2 separate regions of the Rattus norvegicus genome follow, and region 2 is linked to region 1. A link is a contact called in public Hi-C data. All regions are on one chromosome and are shown on one strand. The core of a region is the stretch at or near the end of the contact, and the rest is flanking DNA. Distances in the headings are between cores, read along the strand shown.

Region 1 (2,867 bases), core at 161-2,660:
AATGACTTCATGGAAGCAGCATCACAAAGCCTCACTTTAGTCACCTTCTTCTTCCTGTATGTATATTCTAGTGTCTCCAAGGTCACTTGCAACTTAGAAGAAGTAGAGGGTGTAATGGTTGGAGTCCTGGGTGAGATTCCTGCACCCTCATATAGTGTTGAGGTGACATTAACATTACCATAGATCTAACTCTCCCTGTCTAGTTCTTGCTTCATTGGCAAGACTATAGGCTTCAGTAGCCTACTCTATGATGGTCATGGAATAAACATGTTATGCCTACTGCAGATACCCAAACTATCCAGTGATGTAGCAAGGGTGTGCTGGATTGTTTTATGTCAACTTGACACAAGCTAAAGTCATATGAGAGGAGGGAACCTTAATTGAGAAAATGCCTCCATAAGATTAGACTGTTGGTAAGCCATTAGAGCAGTGATTCTTAATTAGTGATTGATGGGGATGGAGTCATTTCTGAGCTGGTGGTCCTAGGTTCTATAAGAAAGCAGAGTGAGCAAGTCACGAGGAGCACGCTAGCTTACTAGCTTACAGCACCCCTCCATGGCTCCTGCATCAGCTCCTGCCTCCAGGTTCTGGCTCGGTTTGAGTTCCTGTCTTGATTTCCTTTAGTGATGGACCACAGTGTGGAAGTGTAAGCCAAACAAACCTTTTCTTCCCCAAGTTGTTTTTGGTCATGGTGTTTCATCACAGCAACAGTAACCCTAAGACAAAAGGGAACTCTCCAAATCCCAGGGAAGTGTCCTTCATTCAAACACAATGTTGTCCTCCATTTAGGAGGAAGCTATGAAGGGAAAGCTTGTTAGGGAGCAGAGGACTCTGGGGATTTTTCTCAGAAGGCTTCCATGTTGCCTCATGAGGCTGTGAACCCAGGCAACATACTTTCCCTCAAGGCAGGATTCTCTCTGATAAGATGTGGGAATTGTCAGCATCTCGTCTGCCAAACAGGTGCTCAGAAATGCACTTAGACGTGAGTGAGTCTAGGCAATATTGGACAATAAAGTTAATCACACCTTGACTCTTCCTGTGGGCATAAGTGAAAATTGGTGAGCTATGCCATGTAGGATAAAGTTCACCATTGAATTCTGGCTGTTCCCGCCAGGGCCATACATCTCTGTAAATAAAGGCTTGCTTCCCTCTTTGAATTGCTGTTCTTGCTCAAGACATTGAGGTTTCCCTTTGCCCTGGTTTTGAAAACTAACTCGGTTCCATGCTATTATCAGCAAAGCCTGCGAGAACTGACAGCCCTGGTACTCTTAAGTTATCAGGGAATAGTTCAGTCAAATAAAATGTAGTTGAAATTTAACTGAATTGTCAAAGCTTCGGTGAAATAGGGAATTTGGGCCAGAGCTGTTCACGTGATTAAAAACGATCCCTAGACACACACCTATCAGCGAGTGGGGTGATCTGTCTTACCACTCTCTGTGGGCAACGTACATTTTGTAAGTTCTGTGTATGCCATGGAATCCTGTATTCTCTCTGTTATTTCTTGAGAACATTTCACACCAAAAGCATGGATTTTAGAGTTTCTGTGAAATGTTGTTTGCTTATTTTATTTGCTGACAGGGTCTCTACCCCAGTCTTGAACCACTACATAGTAGAGTATATTATATTTCTGATCCTCTCTCCTCTGCCTCCATGGCATAGACGTGTGCTGTCACATCTGGTTTTATGCTATGTTGGAGTAGCAACCTAGGTCTTCATGCATGATAGGTAAATGATCTACCAGCTGAACTGTATCCCCAACCCTTCCATACATGTTTATAAAGATGCCATTGAATTGACTCCAGGCTTTTCCTCATAGATCTTGTTGTTTCATATTTACTCTTTGTAGGACTTGTTTTGTTTTGTTTTGTTTTGTTTTGTTTTGTTCCCTTAGGTAACCGAGGATCCTGACAAGAGGCTCCTGAAAGTGAAATTTGTGGTACTTGGTTTATTTTTATCTATCCAATCAGCCAGTCAACATATATGACTTGAATGCCTTTCTCAACAACATTCTTAAGACCCGGAGATACAAAGATGCACATATAAAAGGCACAAGGAAATAAACACGACTATCATTACAAACCTTCAAACCACCATCTCTAGTTGGACCCTTGACTTACTCTTATGTTTATCTCCCAAAAGTTAAAATCTTTCCAACCCAATACCGATGCGCCAAAAGCAAAGAGTGCCACATGTGTCCTTTTGTTTGTAAGAACTTCTTTTTCAAACCTGCTAGCTATTTAAACATTTAGGAGCCTCAGAAACTCACCGGCTGTGCCAACTGGTTTTATGTCACCTACAAGCTAAAGTCGTCTGAGAGGAGGAAACATCATTTGAAAAAATGCCTTCGTCAGGTCAGGCTGCAGGCAAGCCTGTGGGGCAGTGGTTCTCAACCTTCCCGATGGTTCAATTCTTTCCTACAGTTCCTTGTGTTGTGGGGACCCCCACCCATGAGATTGTTTTCATTGCTACTTCATAACTGTAATTTGCTACTGTTATGAATTATAATGTAAATATCTGTGTTTCTGATGGTCTTAGGAAACCCCTGTGAAAAGAGTTTGATCCCCAAAGAGGTCATGATCCACCGGTTAAGAACCACTGCTATAGACCATTTTCTTAATTAGTGCTGGGTGTGGAAGGGCCTAGCCCATTGTAAGTGATGCCCCCCTCTAGGCTGTTGGTCCTGGGTTCTATAAGAAAGTAAGCTGAGCAAGCCATGAGGAGCAACTCAGTGAGCTGAATCCCTCCATGGCCTCTGCATCAGCTCCTGCCTCCAGGTTCCTGCCATGCTTGAGTTCCTGTTCTGACTTCCTGCATTAATGAAGTGTAAGCTAAATAAGTCCTTCCCTGCCTGTGCTGCCTTTGGTCTG
Region 2 (2,867 bases), core at 183-2,682, 170 kb after region 1:
TGGTTACCGTTTCCGACAGCTAAGAGTCGAGGTAAATAATGCAAGGAGGCCAATTTCTGTGCTGATTTCAACATTGTTCCTGTGAACTGACCAGTGGTTTCTGTTTACCAAGCTTCTCAGAATAGTCCTCTGTTTGCAAGGAAGTCCACGTTTGAGAGTTTATCCTAAACAATTTAGGGCATTGCCACTAGAAGTAGACAATGAGACCCCGTCACTGAAGACAGCAAATGTTTCTGTTGCAGGGCATAGAAGAATCATGAGAGGACTCAGCTGGAGGCTTCCTCCTTGCTGATAGCTTTCATAGAGCCAGGGGGTGATGTGCAGGCTTCCAGGAGAGAATTGTCACCGACGTCTCACCCAGCTGCTGACCCTGTGAGCTATACTGCTAACCTGCTAGGCATGATACGCCCTCGGGTGTGATGGTGGCACAGAGGTATGTGGTAACCAGTTACTTTCTGGTTGGATTTAAGGCCTTTTCTCCAGGGGAGAAATCATGCCTGCTACTGTGAACCTGGTCGCAAGCCCATGGCTGGGCACTCAGAGTTCTTAGTGGGCTACTGCTGGGTTTTTTGCTCAGTAGAGTAACTCTTTTCTTGTTTTCATTGTTGGGAAGCACACACGGTTTCAAAGTTCCATCACTTGGCCACACAACTAGGGGGTGGGGTTGCTGTCTAGCTAAGGTGCAGGGGTGATGCCCTCTCCCCTGCTGAAGCTCAGATGGCCTCCTCGGGGAAGGAGTGCAGCTAGAAAGAAAACTCGGGTCTCCTTACTGGCACTGTGGAACACCTCCCAAGACCACACTTCCTCCCTGGTTTTCAAGGGTACATAAACATATGATAATGACACCTTCTACAAGCCACCCGAAAATAAGGGTGCCTCAACCTACTTTGTCTACAGATTCATCAGAGCAAGAGGGTGCTGTCCGGATGGGTCCCTCCACAAGCTCCAGTCAGAGATGACTCCATTCAGGTAAGAGCTCTGGTTCTGGACCAAGTGATGCTTGCGTCTTCTCCTGGAGGGTGGGGTGTGCAGTTACTCCTGTTGCCTTCGGAGATGGCTGATGATGCTACGCCATGAAGCCTGCTGCAATGAGGCGACGGCAGTAAAACGTGGGTGAAGGATAAACAAGAAGTGAGTAGGTCAGGATAGCCTTTCTGGAGCTCCTACAACTCCCGTTTGGCTTATGCACCATTTAGACTTAAGGGAGAAGAGAAATAAATCACCTTTTCTTTCCTGATGTTGAGGGTACATTTTTTTTCCTTTTGGTTTCCTTTTATATACCTGTGGTATCGGGGGCAACTCACCAGCCAATAGGACAATGACCAGGCTCCATCTCGGGCTTCCAGGTCACAGAACCCAGGGCATCTACCTGCCATGTTCTTTCCCACCTGGCACATGTCCATGTATCTGCAGCCAGGGAAGCCGTTGGCTCTAGCACAATCACTGGAACAGCAAGCCTGGCACAAGCCTCCGTCTCTGTGTGGCCTGGGTTTGTTGTGACAGTTACCCATTCAAGTGGAGTCAGATTAAAATGACCAAAGGGTCCACTGTACCCTAGGCTCCCAAGGGAGTTCGAAATGGCCTAAGAAGTGACTGAGAAGGACCTTTGAGGAGAGAGTAGTTTGCCTCCCCAGAGTTGAGGGGAGTCAGACAGAGCCTCTGCCCCCCAACCCCACGCTCCCAGCTGCACACCTGCACCCTTTATTGTGGGGATGCCACATAGGGCAGCTCTCTACCCTACAACACCCCAAACCTTTGTGCTTGTTGGAGCAGAGGAAGGGAGCACAGAGAGGCAGACACACCCATCTCAGTTCCCAGCCCCCAGCAAGTGTCTGGGCCATCTCAGGCTCGCTCTGTCCTCTCTGCCTTTTCTGTCCCACTGTCCTGTCACCTCCAAAGCTGCTTGGGTACAGCTTAACCCAGATCAGCACCCACACACGTCATTAGTGCACAGCAAGAATCAACATCAAGCAAGGACCATGTTTAAAATACAGGCAGATCGGGGTTTGATCCTTATTATCTGAGAGCTCAGGCTTGCTTTGGACTTTTTTGAGGATCAAATGTATCCCAGGTTGGCCCTGAACTAGGATGGCAGGCTTACAGGCTTAGACCAACCACGGCCGGTTTAGAGAGAGATCCTTCTTTTCTCTTCTCTTCTCTTCTCTTCTCTTCTCTTCTCTTCTCTTCTCTTCTCTTCTCTTCTTTTCTCATTTTTCCTCATCTCTTCTTTTCTTTTTCTTCTCTGCGTTGTACCTACAGCTTCATATAGCAAGTTCTCGACCTCTTAGTTGTATCCTTAACTTCAGAAAACTTTAAAAATTGATCTTGACAAATATAATATGATTCTACTTATAGAAGGTACCCAGAGGTCAAATTGATGGAAACAAACAAACAAAAAATACAGCAGAGATCAGAACCCCAGTCAGTGTTTGATGAGTTTGAGTTTATAGTTTAGGGAGTTGCAAACTGTGAGAGACCGAAACAAATAGAAAAGGAAAAAGAAACAAAGGAAGGAAGGAAGGAAGGAAGGAAGGAAGGAAGGAAGGGAGGGAGGGAGGAAGGGAGGAAGGGAAGGAGGGAGGGAGGAAGGGAGGAAGGGAGGAAGGGAGGGAGGAAGGAAGGAAGGGAGGAAGGGAAGGAGGGAGGGAGGGAGGGAGGGAGGAAGGAAGGGAGGGAGGGAGGGAGGGAGGAAGGAAGGAAGGAAGGAAGGAAGGAAGGAAGAGAGGGGGGAAAAGGTGGATCACATTCCTGAGGAACCACACCCAAGGTGATTCTTTGGCACCCACACACAAAGTGTGCAGAATACACATACACACACACACACACACACACACACACACACACACACACACACACACACACACAAC

The links. Hi-C and Micro-C count contacts between places; a contact is called where the count stands out from the background.
Region 2: a Hi-C map of liver shows a contact between it and region 1, with 1.8 times the contacts expected there. The contact joins two enhancer-like sites. A contact is called at or near these places in 2 of 12 Hi-C or Micro-C datasets (both in liver).

What each region holds. Positions count from the first base shown.
Region 1 is chr4:104,733,806-104,736,672 of GRCr8, forward strand. No RefSeq gene overlaps it. Among named protein-coding and RNA genes, the nearest start is that of Fabp1, 14 kb to the right of the region's middle. Within about 2 kb of position 1,411, at least 1 of the 93 cell types and tissues checked has an H3K27ac peak or open chromatin away from gene starts, as enhancers often do. A contact at or near this core is called in liver, where this site is marked.
Region 2 is chr4:104,899,944-104,902,810 of GRCr8, forward strand. It overlaps the pseudogene Tuba1b-ps8. Among named protein-coding and RNA genes, the nearest start is that of Cd8a, 23 kb to the right of the region's middle. Within about 2 kb of position 1,433, at least 1 of the 93 cell types and tissues checked has an H3K27ac peak or open chromatin away from gene starts, as enhancers often do. A contact at or near this core is called in liver, where this site is marked.